Regions from separate parts of the Mus musculus genome. Here regions 1, 3, 4 and 5 are each linked to region 2. The links are chromatin contacts, called in public HiChIP or PLAC-seq and promoter capture Hi-C maps. All regions are on one chromosome and are shown on one strand. Each heading gives the region's core, a stretch centred on a gene start, on an enhancer-like site or on the middle of the called end of the contact. The rest is flanking DNA. Distances are from core to core; before and after follow the strand shown.

Region 1 (5,394 bases), core at 995-3,494, 580 kb before region 2:
CTATCATGTCTGGACCTAAATTTAGCTGAGTGGGATCTTGCCCCAAGGTTGCTACTCCCTTAATTCAACTTAATCTCCTCCAACACAGGATTCAGCTTCCTTTCACTTCCTGGTGACATCAGGAGGCAGGGGCAGACAAATCTCTGAGTTCAAAGAGCAAATTTCTACAGAGCAAATTTCAAGCAGCCAGGGCTATACAGAGAAACTCTGGCTTGAACCTCTCCCCCACCACAAAATAGTATCAGTGAACAAAATGGCCTTATCTAGTGTCATAAATGTGACTTGTCTATTTAACTAGAGATACAAACTGTTCACTCAAAAGTTTTTTTATTTATTGAGGATTACATAGAACACATTTTCTAATATTTCAGGACTCACGAGAGCTTACCCCCAGAGAGATACCACATTTGTCATGCACACCAAGCCCCAGCATACTCAAATGTCAACATTCACACCACACGCCTTCAGGCACCTTAACTCCAGTGTCTCAGAATTAAAGTGGATCCCATTCCCTATGTCAAAGGCCATGTCTCTCACCCAACCCCCGTCCACTAACTCCCAGCATCTTTGGGCATCTACTTTGTAACAGAATGTTCTGCAGCTCCATATCTTAGCCATTGCGTTCTAAGCAACCATTTGGGGATAATGAAACAAACATGCTAAAATCTCTTTAGTATGCCTATGAAAAATGTCCTTAGTGTTTAGTGCCTTAAGAAAACTAACTGACTAGTTGTCTAGTTACCTCTCAATGTCAACTTGACACAGTCCAGAGTCATATGATGGTCCAATAAGAAAGTCTCAGTTAAGGAATTGCATAAATCTGATTGGCTTATAGGTATGACTGGAGGGCTGGACTTGATTATTAATTGATTTAGGATAGCCAGGCCCACTATGGGTACCACCATTCCCTGGGCAAGTGATACTGTGCTATGTAAGAAAATAAGGCAAGCATAAGCCTAATGAGTGAGTTAGCAAGCACTATGGTGTCTGCCCTGAGTTCTTCCAGCGTTGGACTGTATGAGAAATTTCTCATAGGCCTCATTTGGTGGTTCAGCTAGGGGGATAGTTGCCAGGCAGGATGACCCTGTCACAGGTTGGGACTGAGGGCTGTTTGACTTGTTCAATAGACACCTCTGTCAGCCATTTGTCCTCAGTTTGCGATCTTACATTCCAATCCTTTTGTTGATGATAAAGGGCAATGTAGTCTTTTCTATAACTACTTCCTGCAGAAATTGGGGCGTTGCTCTGGAATGTGCAGAAAGGCTAGAATGATGGTCACTGGAATGATAGTCAAAGGATGGGGAGAGAGAAATAGGAGGGCCAACCTCACAAACTATCATTTGCTAAACCTTTGATTTTGTTTCATAATTTCCATATGAACCTTTAGAGCTGTTTTGTGTTGGTGTGCTATTAAAAGGTACAAAATGGGAGACTTTGAGGCAACTGAACCCATGTTCTTGGCTCATTGAGGTGAGAGCTGTGTTTTGCATGAACATGCTATTTTGTGGGAACCTGAATCCGTATTCCCAGGCCGCAGTCACTCTTATTTGGCGCAAGGAAAAAACCCTACTTCTTATTCTCCTTGAGATGAGCTCAGTTTTGAGTCCAGCATAACTGTAGCAAATAACCGGGACTGGGGGTTTGAGGGCTATTCCCCAGGACTGGACTGAGTCCTGGGGATGCAAGGCTGAGCACAGAGACACAAGACACACGACACACATAGCCACACATGCACACAAAATGGCAAGCTAAGACGTTTTCTGAAGAAAACGCCCTCTCCAGGAGCACAGAGGAGCACCCTGCCCTCAGCCCGTCGGTCCTGGCACAAGAGGGCAGCAGAGCGCTGAAAACCCGTGAGGACAGCTCTGGCAGCGGTGACAGGGAGCGGTAGCCTAGCGGATGGGGCGGCGGAATTCACAGCTTTCAAGTTGGGACTGGCGATGACTCGGGCGTCCTTCCAGCGTTCCTCTGCTACTCAAATAAGCGGGCCAGGGCCCAGCGCCGCGCGGATCCTCTGAAGCCAGGTCGCGCTGGCTGAGAGCCCGACTCTCAGAGTGGCTGGGACCCGAAGGAGAGGGCAGTCCGTGCGAAATCTGAAAGTGCGCTTGCGCAACCCTCAGCCAACCCAGAGCTTACTTCCGGCTTTCCCCTGAAAGTCGTCCGTCCACGGGTTCCTTTTTTTCCCCTCTTCTTTGCTCGTTTCCCTCCGACGGGTACAAGCAGAAGGACAGTTTCCGCTTCCGGCGTCGTGCTTGCGGGCTGGAGCGGTTGCTGCCGTGAGTCCGAGTGCTTTCGCGAGCCCCGTCGGCTTCCCGGTTCGGTCGGTCCTCGACCTCCCGACAGGCTGCTCCCAGGCTGCGTCTGGGCTGGAAGGCAAGTTTCTCGGCCGCCGGAGAGGTGCTCCCGGGAGTGTGGAGGGCGTGGGTTCGTGCAGTGCTGGATGGGGAGCGGGTCACTCGAGCAGGGAGGGCTCCTGCCCAGCTCGGCTGCGTGTTCTTCTCCCAGCAAAAATAGATCACCGGGAGGGGAAAATGTGCTTCCTCCAGGAGCTGAGAGGCGAGTCTGCTCAGCACTGTTCGGATGTCTTAAACTTGTATGTTTGTTTTCGTTTTAAGTTAAAAGGACACTTCAGCCTAAGCTACCTAGAATAGTAGGCACTAGTCACGTGCGACTAAGTTTAAAATTAATTTAAACTTAAGATAGTTTTCAGTTTCCGAAGGTACGCTTGAAATTCTCTGTAACCACGTGTAGTTCACAAGGCTTCTGTACTGAGAACAGCAGGTAGGATGTATTTCTGTCATTACAAAAAATGAGCACTGTCGAAATGGCTTCAACATAAAACATAAGAAGGATAGTGTTGGTGCTGCTAACTCTTATACTTTATGGCGTAAGAAAGGGACGTGAATTTGAAGATACTGGCTAAACATTTTCTACCTCCATTCAATGAACAAATACATCAGCACTTAAGTAAATTAAATTACTGCCCTCCTGTGTTACCCTGATTATAATTGATTACCACCACCGTCCTCCCTGTTCCGTGTAGGTAAGACTTATTTGTAGTAGATAAATAGCCACCATGGAGACCAAGGACCACAAGAAACATAGGAAGAAGCACAGTGGGCCTAAAGCTGAGAAGAAAAAGAAACGGCACCTGCAAGACCTACAGCTTGGAGATGAAGAGGATGCCCGGAAGAGAAACCCCAAAGCTTTCGCAGTGCAGTCAGCTGTGCGGATGGCGAGGTCCTTTCACAGGTGTGTTTACCTGGGGTTAGTGGGTCTTCCCTTAAGTACTGGGAGCCTCTCCCAGATGGCATTTGCCTTGTGAGTCTTAACTCAGGTCTGAAGGACGTAGGCATGCCATAGTAGGCATGCCGTATGGCTTTTCCTAAAATGTCAGAGCTCTGTCAAAGAAACATTTTCCCTCTAACACCTGCCCTTTGCCTTTCCCCACTTTTTTCTTTGTTTTCTTTCTTTCTGTCCTTCTTTCTTTCTTGTCCAAGAAGAAGAATTTACACAATTTAGATCACACACAAAAAAATCTCCTAAACTTTGCATATCTCCATGGCAGTTAAAGTGTTGGTGGTTCCCCCCCAATACTTTTAATGTAAAATACTAAAATAACTGTATTTAGGGAGATAATAATATATAGCCAGCAGTTTTCTTTAAATGTTACCTAATTGAATTCTTTCAACAGCATTAAGAAGTTAGGAATTATTCTCATCTGTGGATAAGAAAACAGATTCAGAGCACAAGTTCAATAGCCAGTTGATAGAACATTTACCCTGTCTCCTACACCTGACTTGTTTTATAACATCTCGTCACTATGGTTCCCCTTAATTCTCTTAAACATTAAAGCCAAGTCAGTGTCATGATGTGTTTGATTATTAACTTTATTTTTTAGTCATCTGTTTTATCTTTACTGAAGAATAACTTTTGGGTGAGGAGGGGGTTAGAAGTTAACCGGTTAAAATAAAGTTAATTGGATCCATGTATTATCTGGTCTCTATACCATCTGGACTTTTAAAAGATCTTTTGTGTTTTGGAAGTAAACTTTGTTTTGTTTTATTTTTGTAAACACATAGGACTCAGGACTTAAAGACGAAAAAGCATCACATTCCAGTGGTTGACAGAACTCCACTGGAGCCCCCACCAATAGTGGTAGTGGTGATGGGACCTCCAAAAGTTGGAAAGAGCACTTTGATACGATGCCTGATTCGGAATTTTACCAGACAGAAATTGAGTGAGATCAGAGGCCCTGTGACAATTGTGTCAGGTAGGGAGTGCCTCCATAGACTGCTGTGCCAAGGGATTGCTGTTTGGTCAAACAGAATATATAACACCGATGTTGTTACATCCGATTACCACATGGTTGCTTTTACTGACTTGCCTGTAACTCAGAAGGTAACTTCTCAGACATACAATGCTGATGTGCACCTCCTCAGTCTGACTGCTTGGTCTGCTTTGCCAAGTGTGCTTCGTGGAAAGGCCTAGGACTGGGTCTTGTTACTGTGAGCCCATTCATTTAACAATAAGTGAGCTCCCATATACCCCACACATCACTTTCCTTCTCAAAGCTACTCTGCGATAATTTGTGCACTTTTGTTTGTTTTTGTATTTGAAGCAGGGTCTCTCTATGTAGCTCTGGTTCTCCTGGAACTTGGTATATAGACCAGGCTGACCTCCAGTCTGGCTCCAGAGTGCTGGGATTAGATTTTGGGTGCTTCAGTGAGAGAAGATGAAGTAAATTCTCCAAATGGTAATGTTAGGAACTGAAGTGCCTTGTTAAAGAAGTGATGGAGTAGGACATTTCTTTATCTTTGGGACATCCTTGATCACTGTGTTTATAGTAATAGTACAGGAGCATATGCCTGTCCCGTGGACATGCTGCTAGGTTAGGTTTGATGGTTTTAGCTGTATTGAGAGTGTAGAGATTTTGATGGAGATAAAGAGAGTGGCCTGTAGCTCAGCAGGATCATGGGCATTAGTTATAAACTGTCTAGAGTTGTACTGTAAAGGTATGTGGTATTTTACAGTTAAAAACAAGAACATTATAAAGTTAATGGATAGGGTATTCTCAAGTTTTTTTAAAATGTAAAAGTTTCATCCTTGTACTTACAGGTAAAAAGCGCAGACTTACAATTATTGAGTGTGGGTGTGACATCAATGTAATGATTGATCTAGCTAAAGTAGCAGATCTGGTAAGTCAATAGGGTGACCTGGGTTCCCAATGGAGAGTGTGACAATGTGATGGGTTATTTATCTCATTTGCAAGGAAATACTTGTGATTATTCAGGAAAGATAGGATAGAAGTGGTTGAAATTATGGCAACCATTGATACTGTCAAAAAAATGGAATGTGCATGAACACATTCTCAAACCTAAAGAAATGCATAGG
Region 2 (5,302 bases), core at 1,359-3,858:
GTCTCATACTCGGGGTTAGAGCTCAGAGTTCAAGGTTCATTCAGCCTGAGACAACCCCAACATCACCTCTATATCAAATTGCTTTTCCTTTTTTCTTTCTTTCTCCCTTAAGACAGGGTTTCTCTATATAGCCTTGGCTGTGCTAGAACTCATTCTACAGACCAGGCTAGCCTCTAACTCACAGATCCGCCTGCCTCGTCCTCCTAAGTGCGGGGATTAAAGACATGCACCACCACTGTCCGGCTTCAAACTGTTTTCTTGCTTTGTTTTGATTATCATTTCCAATCCCAGCTTGCAGGCTTTCCCTGCAACCTGTAGAGCAGTGAGCTTCACCAAATGAATGCATCTTCTTATAGGGGCTCTGACGTCATCCCAGCAACCAGCTGACTCACTCACTGAAAAAGGCTACATTCTGGGCGTATCTTCCATGACAGTCCAGCAGGGTAGCTGTTGGGAACCCAAACATGTCCACTCCTGCTCGCTGACTTTGATCACCGCCTCTTCATATGATTCTTCCATGGGCTGGTCTGGAGAACCTGAGGGACAGAAAAAATAAATAAACCAAACCAAAAAAAAAAAAAAAAAAAACAAACAATAAAGGGCAGACCTGAGAGTTGAGATCAGTTTGGAGTGTAAACACAGGAAATCCAGACTTTCTGAGGTAATGTCACTGCAAAGTGGGCTAAAGATAGCAGGACTGGAGGGCTGGAGAGATGGCTCAATGGTTAAGAGCACTGGCTGCTCTTCCAGATGTCCTGAGTTCCATTCCCAGCAACCACATGGTGGCTCACAACCATCTGTAATGGGATCTGATGCCCTCTTCTGGTGTATCTGAAGACAGCTACAGTGTACTTACATATAATCATAAATAAATGTTTGGGCAGGGTGGGCTGGGGTGGGGGTGGGGAAGATAGCAGGACTGACCAAACAGAAATGAATCTAGGAGCAAGGAGGCAGAGGGAAACAGATAGCAGAGAAGTAGGAGTGCCTACTGTACTGTTAGTCCCCAGGTAAGGGCCGCTCTGCTTGCATTTGGTCTTGATAAAAAATTGGGGTTCTCTACTTTCCAGGCAAGAAGTCAGCACACCAGCCTTCCTGACTGGTGTTAGGAAGAAATAGCTCCAGCTTTCCTTTTCAGCTCCCCTCAAGTTACAAGGACCTAACAAAGAAGGTCTTGTTACCTTCTGGTAATTCTTAGTAGGCTCTTAACCCAAACCACCACTCCCTCCCCCCACCCCCCATGGAATGCTTATTTAAGGATCAAATTCCTGAATCTGTACACTTTGTTTACATAGTGGTACAGTATAATCTTTGTTTCAGTATGTCTGGTCAAAATGCTGGATTCCTAGCTTAATGAATTAGCAATCTGATGGTACGATTTTCTATTTTATTAACCAAATAGCTAACCCTTCTATCCATTCAGTTATATAGCCTGATGTCAAGAAATCTTTGAAGGATTCACTTCCAACTTGGAACACAAGCTATAAAGGGGTCCCCTGTCATGCTGCAAATGCATTCACTTAGAGATATTATTGATTAAAAATAAAGCCAACAAAACTCCCCTGTGATTCACAAAGAAAAGCACATGGTAGCTACTCCCTGGGGCTGGACTTTTTTGTCTCTGGAGTGTCTAGAGAACATGGTTAAGTCAAAATGAGTGAACACGGTAGATACCTGAACTCCTCTACCTGCTAAGAAGTAGCCAACATGCCTCAGCTGTGTCTCCAGACTCCCTGATTAATAGCAGGACAACTGACAACAGGAAATTGTCAAGGAAGAACCTGTTCAAGTCAGAGCAATCAAATTCTTGAAGATATTGAAAGAGAGTGATTTCGTAACACAAAACGCTGCTTTTCCTATCAGAAATGTTACCACAGCTCAGAATTAGGCCCCGAGAGACTTGAATTTTTTGCCTTGTTTCCCTCGGTGTATGCCCTGTAGCAGAACAACCTAACAGCCCCGACTCCAGTTTCTTCTCTTAGTAAACAAGTTAACACTATCTCAATTAGCTAGCTCTCGGAAGAACTGAGGACCAGAAAGTGAGGGATCTCTTACATTTGAGACACGCCCTACAAATCCAAGACCTAAAATGGTGCTTTTTCAGGAGAGAGGGCTGGAGGACAGACAGGGTGATCTGTAGGGTTTGGGAAAAATCTAATGAGGCAATTTAACGTGCGATTAGGAGCTTTGGGTGAGGATGAATTCCCCCCACGCTGGACGCCACTCCCTGCTAGGCTCTCTCCCTAGGCGTGAACTCTGCTCTCCTGGCCTAGCTGGACCTTCCTGTGGCCCCTCCCACGCTCGCGGGGCCCCAGCCTCCCAGGGACCCCGACATTGCAGCAGGACCCTTCCGCAGCACACCGCGGCCCACCCGCTCTCCGACCAGCGCACCCTTGTCTGCGGTTGGCGATTTTGGCCCGGACGGCCAGCCTGGCCTGCTCACGCGCCCTGGCCGGAGCAGCAGGCTCAAGACACAGCCCCCTCTCTCGGGCGCACAGCCCCGGCCTCAGCAACACTCACCGCAGCGGCGCGCGCCCGCAGACAGACAAAGCCGGCGCCGAGCCCGTAGCAGCCGCTGCAACGCTGCGCGTCGCCGGACCACAACTCCCAGGAGCCCGCGCGCGCCCCGAGGCACTGTGGGAAGCGCCGCGACCGAGCTGCGGCAGAAACGCGGTGGCTGCTTCTGGTTGTTGGGGAGCGCCGTCCTGTGGAGGAGCGGTGGTTGAAGCTTGGGAATGCTTATGACGTTAAAACTGCAGAAGACTCAGGGTTCCCTATAGGAGCCGGGACCAAGTATTTCGGACAAAGAATCAGGAATACTCTCTGGTCCGTGTAATAAGTTTTTTTTCACCCAAAAGATGGACGAGGCACTGCAGGACTTCGGAGTTTAGGTACTACCCCGACTAGTTGTACGACCCAGGGCGCTCACTTGTGGGGAGCCCAGGTCCGACGGCTCCAGGACCCCATAGGGCACCTACGCGGGGCCCGGGAGACTTTCTGAGCCAAGGGAACTCGAGGGAACAGTATTCCCTGAGTGGACACTAACATTGTCTTCCTAACTGAAGAAGTTAATGACACAAGGGTTGAGATTTGAACACTCTAAAATTAGTTATTAGAGATGGGAGAGTAGCCCTTTTGGTCCTGAGAGGGGCGTGGATGAAATTGAGCATCCATTCAATAAAATCTCTTTTAAGATGCCTTAAACGTCCATCGACTGCATTTATTTATATGCATTTCTAATAGCCTTTTTTTTTTTTTTTTTTTTTTTTTGGTTTTTCGAGACAGGGTTTCTCTATATAGCCCTGGCCATCCTGGAACTCACTCTGTAGACCAGGCTGGCCTCGAACTCAGAAATCCGCCTGCCTCTGCCTCCCAAGTGCTGGGATTAAAGGCGTGCACCACCACTGCCTGCCTCTAATAGCTTTTCTAAAGGACATTAGTCTCACCCTGGAGCCCTGACTTGACTTCTTTCGTAGTGAGCCTCCCCCAGAGTCTTCCCTTGGTAGATTTAGCTATCCTATTGAATGAAAGAGACCATAAGAAATGTTCCTCTTGCAGTGCCCTTGTTCCTTTCCCAGAATTACATGTGTCAGACTGGATGAAATATTTGACTTCACAGGACATCTCTGTTCTGTGAGACCAGATGTGGGATTAGGACAAGTTTTAGTTGACAAAGCATCGGTAGGAAAAGGGGGCCATCAGGGGAGACAAGAACTCATGTTTCCTTCATAAATCTGCAAAGATTCTCTTAACAGCCTTGAGGACTTGGGTACACGTATTTTTTGGGAAAAAAAGATCCCATTTTGTTTAGTGTGTGGATGTGAGGGGTGTCTTGCTGTGCCTGTGGAGGTCAGAGAATCATTAGTATGAGTGGGCTCACCCTTTCCTACAGGGAATCGAACTCAGGTCATCAGACTTGGCAGCAGGCACTATTACCTACACACCATCTTACTGGCCCAGATCCATTTGATAGAGTGGTTACGATTGGGGTTGAAAGATCAGAGTCCCTAGACACATGGTTCTTGCCAAGATCTTAAATGGGGCATAGTCCTCAGCCACCACCTGCATCTTAACACTTGCATCAGGAAGGGGGGAGGGTGCCGAGTGAGGGCTAGGGGTGAGTTCTGCCAGTGCGTATTTAAATGCTTGTTACAGACATCTCCATCCCTGGTACCTTACATCACTAGGGGAAGGAATGATAATTCAGACAGTGACATTAGTTATGACAGTCTCACTACTTGGATAAAGAAACTGCTCAAATGACCTCCTATGCGGAGACCCTCTACGTGGATCAAATGTGTGATAAAGCACAGATCCACAAAAGACCCAGAAGAAAAACTGAATTAATGTGATCATGATCTCAGTGTAGGAAAGGACGTTTGCAACCACGATAAAATGGACAAAAATAAGAAAAAGGTTAGCCGGGTGTGGTGGCGCACGCCTTTATTCCCAGCACTTGGGAGGCAGAGGCAGGCAGATTTCTGAGTTCGAGGCCGGCCTGGTCTACAAAGTGAGTTCCAGGACAGCCAGGGCTATACAGAGAAACCCTGTCTCGAAAAACCAAAAACCAACCAACCAACCAACCAAACAAACAAACCACCCTCTCCCCCCCAAAAAAAAACCAAAAAAAACCAAAAAAGAAAAAGGTTAAAATTTAACACTGTGGCCAATACCACTAAAGGAAGACAACACATGACAGAGTTAAGGGGGAAACCCTAGTGACAGACATCATGTAAGTCAACAAGGCAAAGAAACAATATTCTGATAGAAATATGGCCAACAGGGTCTGGAGAGATGGCTCAGTGGTTAAGAGCACTGACTGCTCTTCCGAAGGTCCTGAGTTCAAATCCCAGAAACCACATGGTGGCTCACAACCAACCATCTATAATGAGATCTGACGCCCTCTTGTGGGGTGTCTGAAGACAGATACAGTGTATTTACATATAATAATAAATCTTTAAAAAAAAAAGAAATATGGCTAACAGCAGCAGCACACACCAAAAGTAAACAAATAAGACAACTATGTATTAAAGAAAGAGCTGACTGAAACACAGAAAAAAATTCTCCCAATTACTAAATAGTGTCTGTAAAAGGAGACTTACCTTTTTATCCATGTGTAAATTGAGACAATCACTCTTGGTGTGACATGCCCTAGAGAGGATTGGTGACATGGGTGTTGAAGGGGATTTTCCCAGTCACAAAAATGAATCTGTAGAGATACAGTGCAAGGAGACTGTGACATGTTTCTAGGGAGAGGACACAGCTGAGAGGGGGTCCTTGATAAGTTGGGGGAGGGGTTTTT
Region 3 (5,060 bases), core at 542-3,041, 510 kb after region 2:
GTAGTGATTGATATCCGACTATGAAACCTAACAATGAGGGGTGGGAGATAGCTCAGTCAGTAAAGCACAAACATGGGGACTTGAGTCTGGATCCCCCCAAACCCACACAAAATGTGGACCCAGAGGTGCTTTTCTGACAGAGACAGGGGGTGTCTGGAGCTCACTGGCCAACTAATCTCAAAAAATATAAGGTGGAGATTAATTTAGGAGACACCCAGTGTCAACCTCTGTCCCCCAGATGCTTATAAACACACACACACACACACACACACACACACACACACACACACACACAAAAACACAACAAAACAAAAAGCAAAACCAAAATCTAACCACAGGGCTTGAGGTGGGTTAGGAAAGGCAGGAGCTGCCCCGTTCCTCTTTACCTTTCGTTACAAGCTAAATAGTGTTTTTCTTATTGGCATGATGGGTTTAATGAGGACCCAAAATATATTAGGAAATGAGATTTATTTTAATTTTTAAAAATTGAATAATGTTTTTAGAGACAAGGTGTCATTAGGGAGCTCTGCCTAGCCTGCAAGCCACAATGCAGAATGGACTGGCTTCAAACTCAGCAATTGTCCTGCCTCAGCCTCCTAGTGCTGGGCTGGAAAGTGTGGGCCACCATGCCAAGCAAGTCAAGGTCTTTAAGGAAATAATTAAATTAAAATGGGGACCTTGGTGTCAGTACTAATCAAGCATAAGGAGATGATATTAGGACACAGACACTCAGGGGAGGTCATGTGACAACGCAGGTTGAAGATGCCATCATCTTCAGCCACAGAGAGAGGCCTCGGGAGGAAGAAGTCACACTCACACCCTGATCTTGGGTCTCCAGCCCCCAGAAGGCAAGTCATCAACTTCTCTTACGTCACCTGGAACTTCTTAAATGTCTTCCACTCACAAACACTTCCTGCATGAAATCTTTACACAACCCTGGGTATATGGACATAAAAATAGAGTGCACAACTCTAATAAACCACAAAGATGTTTATTTCCAAACAATTCCTTGGTGCACGTCTACGTTTCCCACTTGTTAATGACGAAGGCACGTTTGTGTACTACGAATGAATGGATGTGCACACTCAGAAAAGGGATGAATGGACTGTTCCCTTCCAAGTTCAAACTAAGGCCTGTGCCGGCAGGCAGCCTCCCTCAGGCAGATGTGTGCCTCATGGCTCACGCGCCTCAGAAGCAGCTGATGCCTGGAGCTGGCTTAGCTCTCCTCTTGAGAGTCAGTCAGTCATTTGAATTAGTGTCCTGTCAAATGCCCTCGGCTTTGTCTTTCCCATGACCCCATAAAGTGGGTGCTGTCAGTCTCTCAGGGGCCCGGCTCCTTCCCCTTCTGTCAGAGCTCTGGGAAGTCCATGGCTGCTGTCCGGAGGAAAGGATATTCTTAGTTCTGACTAAGGCACTGAGAACTCTCAAACAAGAGCCGATGGTGTTCTAATGAGGAGCAGATGAAGGGCACAAACGCCTAAGCCAAAAATCCGGGAAAGCTGAGAAAAGAAAATACCAATATTGCCAAATCCTTCTGAGCTCCAAGTTTGTAAGCATGATCAGTCTGCTTGCTGGACTCTTGCAATGAAGCCTACGGAGGAGTTCAGAATCACGCAGACTCGAAAGAAATAAATTTAATCAAGAAACCACTAATCTCAGATAGGTTCGCCAAAAGGGATGTCTTAATTAGCCCACACTTTAAGAAAATCTTCTGCAACAACCAAAACCCATGACTAATTACCATGTGTGGCTGGGTGGGGCAAAAATACAAGGCAGCTAGAAGCCAGTGGAGAGTGTGATGTCTTTGTTCCCATTGTCACAGGTCATTCCTTTGCTGTGAGGGCTCTGAGCTGTGTCCTATGAGCTAAAAGAAAACGCAGAAAGCTCCATTCTCTTCATTTGCGGATCCTCGCACGGCCTCCAGTACTTGATAGGTGTGTGTGTGTGTGTGTGTGTGTGTGTGTGTGTGTGTGTGAAAGAGTTAAACACTGTCATGAGAAAAACGGATGACTAAACCCAACAAGCTCTGTGCGGTTTCTTCTCTCCTTCCTTCACAGGACAAACAGTGAGAGACGATGCACATAGATCCCTATAATGTGACCCCAAAATCTCCATGTATCCAGCAGTAACACTGGCTTCCGTCAAATGACAGAGGAGAAAATAGATGGCCAAAATCCCAGGCCGCCTCTTCCTTCAAACCCAGCCTAAGTCTATCTCTGGCTTAAGTTTGAGAGCAAAAGCCAGGGCTTGCAGAGTGCTAATGGCAGGAGGGGGCAGTTGCCATCCAACATGTTAATTAAAGACAGAGTTAGCTGTGAAAAGGAGAGAAAGGAGGAACTGATAAAGGGAGCCCCAAGACTGTCTTCAAGGCACTGACATGCATTTTAGGTTAAAGTGGAAGAATGGGGTAGAGGCAAGAGATCTGCAAAGTTAAGCAGTCTGATCCAGGTGTAGTCTGGTTGGTCCTCACTCAGCTCTGCTTCTGCATCGTACTCTGAATTAGTCATTGTCATCATTTGAGGAGAGCAATCTGGTTCTCATGAAGTGGTCACTTCTGCTCCAGGGTCCAGGCTTACCATAGCAGACAATGGCTCTCATGTCTGTTTAGTGGTAGTTTAGTCCTTAGTCATAAGGTGTTTATTGATCAACCCTATTTTTCCCAGGATCTAAAGTGTCTGGAAATCTCTAGACAGCTTTAAATATTGTTAGGGGATCTGGAACGGGGTGGGGGAGGTACTCTATAATAAGATAACCATGGAGACAGATACAAATGAAGGAGAGAGGTCAGGTTTTTTCCTAATCCCAATTACCTTGTGGGACCAAAGAAGGAGACGGTGCTTTTTAGCCAAAACACTTCCTAAGTCCCTGCTGTACCACTCCCTCAATTCCCAGACTTTGAATTCTAGAATTTCCCCCCAGTAATTATAAACTTTGGCTTAAAATGAAATACATTCTTTAAGAAAATATTCTTTAAGCATCTCTGAATGTTCCAGATCCCCCCCTCTCTCAAATAAAAATTAAATTTACTAGGAAAGCGCACAAAATTAAAGGTAAGCAGATAGCTGCATATACTTTGGGATATTCACTTAAATTTACCCTGACTTATGTCTTTACTTACTATTCTTATAAAAGATCAAGCTATACTAATTACTATTGTTTGTCTGAGAAATTATTTCAGAGAGTCTTACAGGGAGGAGGTCCATTTTTTTTTCTTTTCACCTCTAAAAGTTCTACAGATGGAAAGAAAGCAAAACTTTGGTCATTTCTATAAACTAGAAAACATGTTGAAAATCCCACATCAGTCTTTAATGATAGTGTGAAATATATATTTGGTTTCCAAACAACTTTTAAAGACAGGAAAATCTTCAGGAAGATGTGGTTTGCTTTATATGTCAAAGACTGAGAGTTAGCTGGCAGCCTCCACAAAACATCAGGATGCTGCTGGTCACCATAGAGACCGGCAAGATGAGGGTGCAGGGGCATTTTGTAACATCTCCAACCTGGGGAGAAGGGAGGAGCTAAAGATAAGATGGTGATCTGTGGACAGTCACTTAATCAATCTTGGTTTTCTAATGAAGCTTCCATGAAAACTCAAAAGGATAGAGATTAGAGGATCTCTGGTGGCAGAAGTCTTGGTAGTGCTGGCAGAGTGTGAAGAAGTAAGGGCGTGGGAGCTCTGAGACTCTTCCCTACGCATCTTAAATAGCTTTTGTTTCCTGACTTGTGTGGACCAAAGCAGAGGTGTGGAAACCCTGCTTACAGTCTGTCTGCCAGAAACACAAACAAGACTATTTGAGGCATCTGAAATATGTGAGGTCAGTCCTGGGAACTGAGTCTGCAGTCTGAGGATCTGGTACCAACTCCAGGTAGACAGTGTCTGTACCGGCTGGTTTTGTGTGTCAACTTGACACAGGCTGGAGTTATCACGGAGAAAGGAGCTTCAGTTGGGGAAATGCCTCCACGAGATCCAGCTGTAAGGCATTTTTTCAATTAGTGATCAAGGGGGAAAGGCCCCTTGTGGGTGGGACCATCTCTGGGCTGGTAGTCTTGGGTTCTATTAGAAAGCAACCTGAGCAAGCCAGTAAGTAACATCCCTCCATGGCCTCTGCATCAGCTCCTGCTTCCTGACCTGCTTGAGTTCCAGTCCTGCATCCTTTGGTGATCAACAGCAATGTGGACAGTGTAAGCTGAATAAACCCTTTCCTCCCCAACTGCTTCTTGGTATGTTGTTTGTGCAGGAATAGAAACCCTGACTAAGACAGTGTCCAAATTGAGTTTAATGACAAGATACATTGTTCGACACCCTACATCTATGTCCCAAGAGCATTAAATAAACTGTGGTGTGCTGTTCTCAGAGAGACAGATCCATCACCAGGATTTAAGGAAAGTAACCCGGCAGTTAGATGTTCATTTGTGAACCATGGGTGATTTGATTGAATTACCACGCTTTTTACCTTAAAAGTTTAGGCCAGTTTGTATTGAGCCAATCTACCTGACACCAACATGACATTGCATAAAATTCCTGGCACTTCCAAGCAAATGCTTTTGTCTTGGTCTCCTTCTCTATCGTGTGTACATTTAATTCTCTTTGGAGTATATAAGAACCAGAGAAAAAGTCCCCTGTTCCACTGTAAGGGCTGAGGCACTTGGACCTCGTGCAGAGGCAGATCTGCAGCAGCAGTATGACCAGTTTAAGCTGCTTTCTGCACAGAGCTGTTTACAATAGGACTCGCATGGGAGCTGATTTTATGCAATACTGAAGCATGGGAGCTGATTTTATGCAATACTGAAGAGAAGTCAAGATCTGGGAACCAGACTGAAAACTTGCTGATGCTTCAGATTCTGTTATGGCAAATTTTTTCACAAACCTTCAATCTCTGAATGTAAATAACATTCCTCTGGGCAATGCAGAACTATTATTTAGGAGCTAAGAAAACAGACCTCCCGAACAATTGTTTTCATGAACTTGGTTGGCATGACAGTACATGTTTTGCAAAAAGTCAAAGCAAAATTATTTACATGGGTGCGTGTTACTCAATGTGACTTCCCAAGTGCATTTG
Region 4 (5,361 bases), core at 92-2,591, 560 kb after region 2:
GGCAGCACACTACACACAGAGACTCAGGCTGGACATAGACACTGGCAAGATGTGCTCTAAGGAGACTTCCATGGCCTCAAGATCTAAGCTCAGGACTAGAGACACTCTATAGCCCAGGTTGCAAGGTGGCCCGAGGAAAGTGAAGAGCCTGAAGAGGCAAAAGGAAGATGGAGGGATGTGTTTGGAATGTTTAAAAAAGGGCTCAAGATTACTGTAAAATGAGAGACCTCAGAAGATGCAGATGGGGAAAGAGTGTATACAGTCAGTGCCAAGGGATGAAGCTTGGGCATCAATTGCCAACCTATTTTAGTGATCATTCTTGTAATTGTGTGTGTGTGTGTGTGTGTGTGTGTGTGTGTGTGTGTGTGTCCCAGCATCCTGCTTCTGGAATGGGAATTAGGTGAGAAGCGGGCAGGAAAGTGAATCCGGAGCTGGAGGATCGAATTTCTCAGAGGTTCCTGTAGCTGCTTTCTAGACACACGGTCCCATTTGGACAGGGAGTGCGTCCCTGGCGCTTGCTGCACACCTGCCAAGGCGGGAAGAACAGGCTCCAGGCAGGACCCAATCAGTTGAGTGAAATAATTGAGCTTGGGTTAGATTAGATCCAGCCACACATCTCATACTTAGCGCTAATTATTCACAGAGGCCGAGGCTGGCTCGGGAGCTGGACTGTGTTACCTTGTGCTTTGTGGCCACTGACAGCTCAGGATGAACTGGCCTGAAGTATTAATAGCCATGGGCTCTAGCTTTGTTTCGTCTGGAGTGGCATGTCACACAGATCTGCTACTGCTCAGAAAGACAGCTTCTCCCTGCTCTGTACGCGGTGGAGGGGGAGCTCACAGGGTCCTTTGTTCCCAGTTTCCATCAGGCGGTAAGAAGGGACGGTCTGAAGCCAAGTCTTGTTCATTCATTCTTCTAGGAGCAGGGTGCACGCCAGGCATCTGGCCACTTTGGGCTCTTGGGATTCTCCACACTATCTGGAAATTTCTAGGGAATGGGGGTGGCACTGACAAAGGAGGGAGGATGCAGAGATGCTATGGTTTGTTATCTAGGGCTGGGTTCACAGTTCTGGGAGGGGGAAACAGCCTAGCATCACGAGTTTCCCTTCCTACTGTGAAATGGCTTAAATGAAGCCACGGCAGTCAAGCCGAGGATGGGAGGTCCCTGCCTTTCTTCTCACTCATCATGCTGGTCTCAGGTCACATCCCATGTACAACAACAGCACAAGTAGGGACAGTCAGTGGCAGAAAAGCAAGGCAGCCACAGAAGGCTAGCCAGATGGTAAGCTCAGCTCTCAGTGGGCAGCTGAGGACAAATCAGAACCAGAGAAGATGCTGGGAAGACTTTGGAATGAACCAGGAAGCAGCAAGGCTCCAGGGAATGGGCTGGTTAGTTGGCAATGTGGCTTGTCACCTCCCACAGAAGAGGGACAGGAGCCAGTGGTGACCACAGCATAACTGAGAATGTGACAAAAGCCCAAATGAGCCCCCTGTCTTTGAGTCCAGGAAGGCAGAAAGCAATGCTGTTGGAATTTTCTTGAATGTTGCAATGCTGCATTTTCTCACTGTCAACAACTGATTTCCTAAAATTTCAGACAGCGCATGAGTTAGTATTCAAACCATTGCATTTTTCCAGTCAGTAAGTATATGTGATAGCACTTTATGGGCTAGGGGCCTGGAAGCAGCTAGGTTGAGTGGCCATGGGTCAGAGCCCATACCGAGGTCGCAGAAGGCATGGCAGCTGAGGTTGGATCATCTGCAGACTGAGCAGGGCCTACAGAACTTGTTTTTAGGAAGCTTCTCGTGTGGCTTTTGGGTAGAGCTGGACAAGGTGGTACCTGTGTGGGCCTCTGCAGAAGGATGCTTGGATACCCTCCATGTATGGCAGCTAGTCTTCTCTAGAGCTGGCGATCCTGATGACTTATTGTGGCAGACAGAATTCCAAGATAACCCTGTATACTCCAGGAGATACTATTTTGTAGACAGCCTTTTAACACACGTTAGAGAGTTTGAAGGTAGAAACGCTAATTCAATAAACAAAGTTCATGTCGTGGATGGGGCTCGGTTCTCAAGGTCTCAAGAACAGGTTCTAAGAGCTGAGAGTTCTTGAAGCTGTCAGTCTGTAACTCTAGGACCCAAAGCTAGACACAGCCTCACAAGCCCTAGGAGGGAGGGATCAGTCCTAGCCAGCACCTTGCTCTCAGTTTTGTAATTCTCTGGGTAGGAGACTCGGTCATGTGGTGCCTAGATTTCTGGCTCTCAGAACTGTAAGATAATCCCTAAGTGTTGTCTGGGGTAAGCTCATGGCAATTCAGTATACAGCAGTTCCTCTCTGTCTAGGGTTGAACCCATTATTCCATCTTTCTTTAATCTGACTAAAGTGTGATACTAAGTCTATCCACATTTATCGGGAGGGATCTACCATTTGAAAGGAATTTCCTGAAATTTGTGGACCCATTTTGAACCAGCACATTCCAGCAATGGATGTCCTGGGGCCGTGTGGATATTCCAAGGCAGAGAGGCCAGAGGCTGATGCTTTTAACATCCAGAGCTAATTTACAGGTGTCAACTAAACAGACTTAGGTTAGGCAAGTGAGAGTTCCCTTTTAGGAAATGACCATCCAGAGTGGGAGGTTGCTGCTCTCTCTAACCCCCTTTGATGTTCTCTGTGAGTAGAACTGTAGGACTAGAATGACGGCGGAGCAATCCCCATCTTCAATTGGTAAGTTACAATATGTTAGTCAGGCCCAATCTGAACCTCCGGGGAGTGGTAAATTTGGGAATGGGTAGTATCTTCCAGAAGGGGTGGAATTATGGAGACTAGGTCACAAATAAAACCTTTTGGAATGTTTTTAAGAAACAAAGTTCATCATTCCCCAAACTTACAGGCCACCCATCTCCAATGCTCACCATCTTGTCAACCCTTAAAGCAACCGATAGCTCTTTAGATCTCTGTAGACTACGAAAAGTCAACCTGCAGGGAGTTCCTTTAATTCTCACAAAATTTTCTATCATATTTGTGTGTGTGTGTGTGTGTGTGTGCTAAACAAAAGATGCGTCCTCTTGTCTTCGCCACACTCTAGTCTTTACTCCTAGGGGCCTAAACGCTGAGCTCAGATGATCCATGTATTCTGGATGGGTGATAGTAGCCAGTGAAATGTCCCCTGTTGTGAGCAGAGGGAGCCCACATGCCTGAGGCTTTATCTTCTCAAGCAACAGAGAAGAAGGGAAAAAAATACAAACCGGGTAATTTAAGAACATGTCAGCAATTTGGCAAACAAGGCAGAAGTCAAAAGCCACGTGAGTTCATAAATAAGCCACAGATCCTGTCTGGATTTAGTCAAAATACCCAAAGGCTTTTGCCTATTGACAGCACGTTGGTTTCAGTTGATGCTGGTGGTCTGCATAGAACCTGCTGCATCGAAGAATAAGTGTGTGCAGACTGGTGTGGGTCTGGATGAAGACTCAGAACAAAGGCTCCCAGAGGACCTCAGAGGTAGAGGTGTGAGACAGAAGGAAGCAGACCACCTCTTGCCTGTAGTCTATCAATGTGTCATTGGAATGGTAACAGCGCCGATGGAGCTGGTACTCAGAAAGAAAAAGCTCTGCAGATTAGGGCATGTGACCAGTCCCTTGATCTAAGCCCAGAAACATGGGGAACAGATGCAATCCTGAGTGAATGTGTACTGTTGACCTCAGCATGACCATGTCAAGGACCCCGAATGCCTACAGACAATGGTATTGTGAGGGCTCAGACTTAAGCAATAAACTAACCCTCGGTGAACTCATGACATGACGACATCACTGAGAGTTACTGAAAGGTAGAAGTAAAGGAAGTAGGTCACTGGGGTGAGCTTGGGAGCTAGCTCTGCCCTGGCCTCATCCTGTGTCCCCTTCTCTCTGCTTGCTGTCTGCCCTGAGGTGAAAATCACCCCTGTCATGCTCCACTACTGCCCTGATTTCTTGGTCAAGCACCTGAGACCAAGTAGCCACAGACAGAGCCTTCTGGAACCATGGCACAAATAAAGCTTTCCTCTTTCATGTTCTGTCAGACACTTTGGTCACAGAGATGTTTTCCCTCTTGAGATCGTCTATTTGCCTTTATACTTATTTATCAGAGGATTGGGAAACAGGAGGAAGAATTCACCTCACATCATGGGACGTTTTTGTCAGCACCAAGATTTTTACCCTCAGCATAGTGGAAGGTTCCAGATATTTTGACCCATTTGCCATGCCATATCAGGGGAAAGTACAAAGGATATGTTGATTCCCTGGAATTTCATAAACTGAGTTGGATTCAGAGTGGAAAGCTGAGACCCATGAGACCAGGGTTTGCACTAACAGTAGGTAACAGAACACCTGAGCCAGAAGCCTGGGTATCGTGCACCTACAAACCCTGAAGACCTGAAAGTTCTTCCTGCACACTTTGCAGATCAGAATTCTAAGAAAGGACAGCTGTCCCAGTCACTGCACTATCATATGGCAACACTAGGGGAGGAGAGAGAGAGAGAGAGAGAGAGAGAGAGAGAGAGAGAGAGAGAGAGGGAGGGAGGGAGGGAGGGAGGGAGGGAGGGAGGGAGGGAGGGAGGGAGGGAGGGAGGGAGGGAGAGAGAGAGAGAGAGAGAGAGAGAGGGAGAGAGACTGGCATTGGCCCAGCAAGCACAGAGATCAGAGCGACAAAGAAAGACAGAACACCTTTGCACTTAGCACCTAGATGCAGCACCCGCTTGGCCATTGGCTAACTGCTGGACTTTCTATTCTAGGGTCAAAGTATGGGTTGTGTTTCTGACACCACAGCACTGATATCACAGGGGTTGAGTGGGGTACACTTTAATTACCCAAAGATACATCTGTGTCTGGTTCCCGCAGCCTGTAAATACCACCGTATGACTAAAGAGGTGAGAAAGGCTTTGAGAGGAACTCACCTCGGGGTACCAGGTGCCCCTAATGCTATCAAATCTATCCTTAGACCCACAACAGCCTGCTGAAGATCCAGCCACACATTGGAGTGATGCCATCGCTGCCCAGAAATGTTAGGATGGTGACCAAGCTGAAAGGGGAGGGAAGGAGCAGGCTGCAGAGCCTCAGTGGGAAGCCAGGCTCTGCCGACATCTTGACCTCAGTCTCCTGGCCTCCAGAACTGTTGTCAAAAGCTGCTGAGTTTGTGGCCATTTCTTACCACCATATCTGGAGACTTACTCAGTAGGTAAAGCTTTCACAGCCTTGAGAAAAATGAAATCAGACATTAGGCCCCTGAGCCATCTCAGAAGACCAGCCGCAGACCAGTGTCACAACAAGCTGCCCACACAAACAGCACTGCAATGTGCCTAGAGGGGGGCTACAAGGACCCTGTCCCCAGAGT
Region 5 (5,132 bases), core at 973-3,472, 610 kb before region 2:
AAAGCTAAGATATCAAAGTCTCTAAGTTCTTGAGAAATGGCTGGTTCTAGGGCTATGTAATGAAAATCCAGGTTGAATCTGTACCATCTTGTGATATCAGAAAGTTAGGAAATGCTTTTCAAAAGTAACAAGGATATGTTAAAAGATCTAACAGCTCCCAATATCCAATGTTTGAATGCTGAGGCTCAGAATAACATACTATTGTTAGATCATATCATGAAATAAAAAGTGTCAGAGGACAGGCCCTGACCTAAAACATTGAATAATAACATGAATGGCTCTGAAATGATTTTGGTGTACATAAAAGAAGTCAAATTCAGAAGCCACGTTAAAACCTACTTGTATTTATTTGGAATTCTGGGGAAGGTAAAACTATATAGTACAGAGAATAAATCAGCCTATAGGGAGGATGGGGAGGGAGCAAAGTAGACAGAATGACAGTCATCGAGAACAAACTAAATACACAAGTTCATACTAATGTAGGTAACGCTGGATGAACCAACAAGAGCAATGAGATGCTTCATCTCAAGTATCCTGAAGCAATGGAGGACAGGATGGAGAAGCCATTATGAACTGGGAGAGACTAAGAAGGCTTGGTGCCTTCAGGGACTTCTGGTATTTTTGGATTTGTTCCTGGAGCAAAAATAGAAAAATCACTGGAGAAGGGAGAGTTGAATAAATCCTATAGTTTACTTCTTTTCATAATAAGTGTTCCTCAGAGACATCATCTGCTCACTTGAGTTAAATATGTGTGAACACTATGTTGATCTGTTTTCCCCCTAAGATTTGAGGTTCATGCAGCCCATGTGGGCCTTGAACTGTCTATGTAGCGAGAGACCAACATCTTTCTGGGGATGGTCAGCCTGGCCCAGCAGAAGCAGCTATCCTTTTAATGCTATTCAGCACTAGGGTTGTGGCTTCTCTCTCTTTTATCCAGAGAATATTCATGATGATGATCTTTTAGTTTAGACTACTTTCCAGGATTTTATATAAATTTGTTTCACATTCACAAACTAATTAGTTAGTTAAAATATTACATAATTTTCCCCTTCCCTGTCCTCCCTTCTACCTCTACCCTATATCTAACTCCCCTTTCTCCACAGCCTTTTTTCTTTAACCACTCTTTTTACACACACACACACACACACACACACACACACACACACACACACACAAATAGAAACTTCTGCATCCCTCAGTGTTGCCTGCAGGTGTATGCCTTTGGGGACTGACTGACCACTTGGTATTGGACAACAACTCATGGGGCTCACCCCTGGGGAAGACTAATTCTCTCTCTCTCTCTCTCTCTCTCTCTCTCTCTCTCTCTCTCTCTCTCTCTCTGTGTGTGTGTGTGTGTGTGTGTGTGTGTGTGTGTAGTTGCTGATTGTCTGCAATTCTTCATCTTGGGATGCCAGGAGAGAAGCGAGGCCTATAGCACGAGGCTAGTGAGATCATGAATCTTATAGGAAACCCTACCACTGCCACTGTCCCAAAGTAGCACAATTCATAACTACATTCCCTATACGTATCATTATACCCACAGGTAAGCGTAGCTCTCATCCCTTAACAAAGACATTCTTTTTACAGCAGTTAGAGACCATTACCGAAGGACACACCTTGTCAAAATACAGTGAGCAACTGAGGGAAGAGTTCTCAGCCCAACTGATATAACACTCCTCCACCTAAGGCTCGAGCAATGCTGCAGAAGACCTGGTAGAGATTTTAAGAGCCAGAGGATAGGGAAGTCTGATGTGAGATTGTGTCTTGTAGCTAGGACAGGGAAGCCACGCCTATGAAATCTCAGCAAAGTGACCAAGTCCTGAACTATTCCAACACCAGTTGACATTCCAACATAATTTTTAACACATCTTTCCTTCTTTTTGAGTGTAGAAAATATATTAATTTGATCCCCAGTCCCCAGGGTAGTGACAGAAGGCTGGCGCTAGATAGAATAAAGATACAGAAAACTGTCGCGGTGTACCAGAAAGTCCCATCCTGGGAAATGAGTCTGACAAGGTCGTGTTTACACTGCAAACACCTTTACTTCTTACATAAAGTAACCCTGGTTTCTAGACGCCTTCAACAGCATCATTTTACAATACAGAGTGAGACAGGAGCTGACTCCGTTTTCCAGGCAACAGTCCTTCTTCCAACACTGGACGTGGAGACCCCACTACGAGCACCGTTGGGCGCACCGCCCCTTCCTCTGCGCATGCGCAAACTGCAGTCCTGCTCCTGGTCCATCCGTGGCCTCGCGTACCTCCTGGGAAACAACTCCTGGCCTTCGGCACGGTGCACTGCAGGAGCGGCGGGTGAGCCTTAGACAGCATCAAGGGCGGAGGGTTCTGGGAGCTCGGGCCATCCTGGTCGCTGTTGGCAGCAACCAGGGACCAGCGGGGTGGAGGGCTGTATGGGGAAACGCCGGGGTGCGCTGGGACTCCATGGCTCGGGCTTGCGGGATCCGGATAGTCCCGCACTTCTGCAGAGCTAATCTAGGGCCTCTAGCTCGTGCTACGCCTGCGCATTTTGCCCACTAGGCGGGGAAGATGCGGGGTGGTTGGGCGGAACCCTGAGGAGTTGACTCACGCATGGCGCGAGCGTGACGCGGTGACGCATCCGTTCTCTGGCTGCTGGGGCTAGATGCTGGGATGTGGGGGGCGAGCGGGTAAGCCAGGTCCCGAGTGAATGAATTACTGGGACAGAATAACCTACCCGAGACTCGGTTTCCTTTTGTGCACAGTGTGACTATTACGAATACTTGCTGCAATTTTCTTTTCTTTTCTTTTTTCTTTTTCTTTTTTTTTTTTATTTTTAAGCTACTACTAGGGAGCCCACCCTCGCAGGGGGCCTTTGGACTGGTCCCTAGGGCGCAGTGTTTGGAGTGGAAGAGGAAAGTGGTTAGCTAGCCACCAAACCTCCTGCCCCCTCACACACCCGGGATCCCAGTTCTGAATTTGGTTCTCGCTCATGTGTTTTGTGAAAATGACAGTGTCCTGAAACCATGGAAGACTGTGTGCTCGCCGAAAGTCTGGGACAAGTTTAAGGAGAGAGGTGAGCTGGAGTTGAGAGAGATGGGTGCATACAGGCTGCACATGGAATGCTAGTTCTTGGAAAACGATTGGGAGTGAAAGGCTCACAGGTCCGGAATTGCTATCACTGCCCCTACCTCCACATCTTATGCATCCCTCCTACCTGGTTAACTGTGGAGAGGCGGTCCCTTAGACTCTTGACTCATGTGAAGGTGGCATGTAGGGACACGCTTGCTATTATGGCCATATGTTTCCATCGGACAGTAGTGTAGGTGGGTCCTGAGAATCTCAACATCTTGCAGGTTTTTAGTGACACAACCGGGGCCTGCAGATGGCTGTATATTTTGTCTCTTTGAGGTGCAAGTTTCTTATCAAGCGATCGTTTTGAGAATTGTAAGCAAGCAACTTGGAATGTAAGCAAATACATTTTGAAATTTTTATCTTGCCTTAAAAGCCCCGTTCATTTCCTTGACTTACCTGACTTCAAGGGATTAATGGTGTTAGATTTAACAAAACCTCCTGATTCCCACCGCTGTCTCCGCACTCCCTCATTTTCCTTGATCATCAGTCCGGACAAGCCCATAGCCTTTCCTCCTTTAGATTATCATTTGCTGAATTAAAAAGATTGTCTCATGTTTTTAATTCTCCTGTAAGTTGGGTGCTAAGGGAAAACAAGCGTTTGCATTCATTCAGTGCAAAGGATCTAAACTCAACTTATGTTAGAGCCACACCTGAAGAAGTAACACCTTGCTTGTGGCTGCATGCAGGGCAGGCCAAGTCTCTGCTGACATCATTCTTCCTTCTCCCTCAGCTTTCCCTCCTCCACTCAGAGCAGAAAATGAACAAATCCCAGGTGAGTTTTTTTGGCTTATTTATTCCCATTTTGTTGATTGTTTTGTTTTTCAGTGAAAAAGTAGATCAGGCAAAAGTTTACAGCCACTGTAAAAATTTGCATCGGGCCAGTTGCCAGAATTGGGTGGAAGCTTTTGAAAGTCACAGAAATATCGGCTGACAAAAATTTCTCTGTGTTTTCTGGTAGTCGCACGGAGGTGAATGTGATCTGTTGTCTATCATCCTTTCTTGTTAAAACCAGATACTAGTTCAAGCCTAACACCGAGGCTGGAGTAGACTGCTCTGGCTCTCCCGGAACGGACTCTAAAGGAGATGACAGAATCTGCAGCCCTATGTATTCTCAACGTAGCTGTCCTAAATGTTCAGCCAGCTCATTAAAGTCTAGGTCAATTTGCATGTGGGCAGCTTATGTTTATGCATTTCTTGTTTACATTCAACCTGAAAAATAAGGCCATATCCCCTCACTGCCATTCACCCAAATCAGTTCTAGAAAAGGCCACCAAATTGCCTTCCAGGCCAGCCAGCAAATGTTCCTGTCATGGCCTTTCTTGACTGTCAGCAGTATTTGGTAGTTTTGCCAGTGGACTGTTTTAAAGATTTATTTTATTATTTTTAAATAAGTTGCTTTTCATACAATGTATTTTTATCATATTCTTTCCTCCCTCAACTCCTTCCAGATTCTCCACACCCAACTTCATGTTCCTTCTCCTCTGCCAAAAAATCAAAAGAGTCAACATCAACAAAATCCAAAAATTGAAAATAAGACAAAACGAAAAGTACACTTACACAGGTGCGCACACACACGCACAAGCCTACACACACATGTGCACACATATAGATGCGCAAGCCTGCGCGCGCACACACACACACACACACACACACACACACCTGACTGATTTTTCACCAGCCCATGTGAACTTGTCTTTTTTTTTTTGCCCCAGACATTTCTTTCACCCTTGACCCTCCATTCCTTGTTTTACCAGTGGGTCTCATGTGTCTTCTTTCTTTTTCTTAATGGTTTTGAATTACTAATATACTAACATTTAGAATAGTATATTCTAATAAAAATTTTAAAATTCTGAGCCAATGAAAAAAGCTAATGCAAAAGATACAGAAGTGTCTACTCCTTCCTGCTTCACCCTTTCTGTGTCCTGTAGGTCTGGTGACATTAATCCTCTCCAGACATTCTCACTGAGCATGAAAAGTATTCTATAAGTAACTATGTCAGTTGGCAAAATCTGGAACAATTCT

What was found. Promoter capture Hi-C pulls out the DNA fragments that hold promoters and counts their contacts. HiChIP or PLAC-seq counts read pairs in DNA pulled down with a chosen protein or histone mark.
Region 1: a contact with region 2 is called in a promoter capture Hi-C map of neural stem cells. The contact joins the promoter of Bms1 here to the promoter of Zfp637 in region 2. A contact is called at or near these places in 13 of 39 promoter capture datasets (the 3T3-L1 cell line, 3T3-L1-derived adipocytes, the C10 cell line and 7 more), 1 of 15 datasets of contacts at CTCF or cohesin (large pre-B cells), 7 of 484 Hi-C or Micro-C datasets (CD4 T cells, CD8 T cells, the N1E-115 cell line and 3 more), 4 of 115 datasets of contacts at active chromatin or transcription factors (the 230-238 cell line, large pre-B cells, memory CD8 T cells and 1 more) and 1 of 9 other capture datasets (liver).
Region 3: a contact with region 2 is called in a promoter capture Hi-C map of the 3T3-L1 cell line, with 6 times the contacts expected there. The contact joins the enhancer-like site here to the promoter of Zfp637 in region 2. A contact is called at or near these places in 5 of 39 promoter capture datasets (the 3T3-L1 cell line, embryonic stem cells, hippocampal neurons and 1 more), 1 of 115 datasets of contacts at active chromatin or transcription factors (stem cell-derived neural progenitor cells) and 1 of 9 other capture datasets (adipose tissue).
Region 4: a promoter capture Hi-C map of the C10 cell line shows a contact between it and region 2, with 2.7 times the contacts expected there. The contact joins the enhancer-like site here to the promoter of Zfp637 in region 2. A contact is called at or near these places in 5 of 39 promoter capture datasets (the 3T3-L1 cell line, the C10 cell line, the SN4741 cell line and 1 more), 3 of 115 datasets of contacts at active chromatin or transcription factors (cardiomyocytes, large pre-B cells and pro-B cells) and 2 of 9 other capture datasets (liver and macrophages).
Region 5: a contact with region 2 is called in a FOXA1 HiChIP or PLAC-seq map of pancreatic cancer cells. The contact joins the promoter of Zfp248 here to the promoter of Zfp637 in region 2. A contact is called at or near these places in 3 of 39 promoter capture datasets (the 3T3-L1 cell line, liver and pre-B cells), 2 of 115 datasets of contacts at active chromatin or transcription factors (the NIH/3T3 cell line and pancreatic cancer cells) and 1 of 9 other capture datasets (pancreatic islet).

Annotation. Positions count from the first base shown.
Region 1 is chr6:118,416,267-118,421,660 of GRCm38.p6, reverse strand. Bms1 (BMS1, ribosome biogenesis factor) reads left to right here and starts at 2,244. Exons shown (of 23, transcript NM_194339.1): 1 at 2,244-2,373; 2 at 3,044-3,252; 3 at 4,083-4,273; 4 at 5,119-5,198. The coding sequence starts at 3,077.
Region 2 is chr6:117,838,487-117,843,788 of GRCm38.p6, reverse strand. Zfp637 (zinc finger protein 637) reads right to left here and starts at 2,608. Exons shown (of 3, transcript NM_177684.3): 1 at 2,521-2,608; 2 at 397-536. The coding sequence starts at 466.
Region 3 is chr6:117,323,787-117,328,846 of GRCm38.p6, reverse strand. No RefSeq gene overlaps it. Among named protein-coding and RNA genes, the nearest start is that of Cxcl12, 160 kb to the right of the region's middle. Within about 2 kb of position 1,791, at least 35 of the 459 cell types and tissues checked have an H3K27ac peak or open chromatin away from gene starts, as enhancers often do.
Region 4 is chr6:117,275,486-117,280,846 of GRCm38.p6, reverse strand. No RefSeq gene overlaps it. Among named protein-coding and RNA genes, the nearest start is that of Cxcl12, 110 kb to the right of the region's middle. RefSeq lists an enhancer at 438-1,638. Within about 2 kb of position 1,341, at least 33 of the 459 cell types and tissues checked have an H3K27ac peak or open chromatin away from gene starts, as enhancers often do.
Region 5 is chr6:118,452,596-118,457,727 of GRCm38.p6, reverse strand. It overlaps Zfp248 (zinc finger protein 248), which reads left to right and starts at 2,222. Exons shown (of 6, transcript NM_028335.2): 1 at 2,222-2,312; 2 at 2,817-3,051; 3 at 3,841-3,882. The coding sequence starts at 3,868.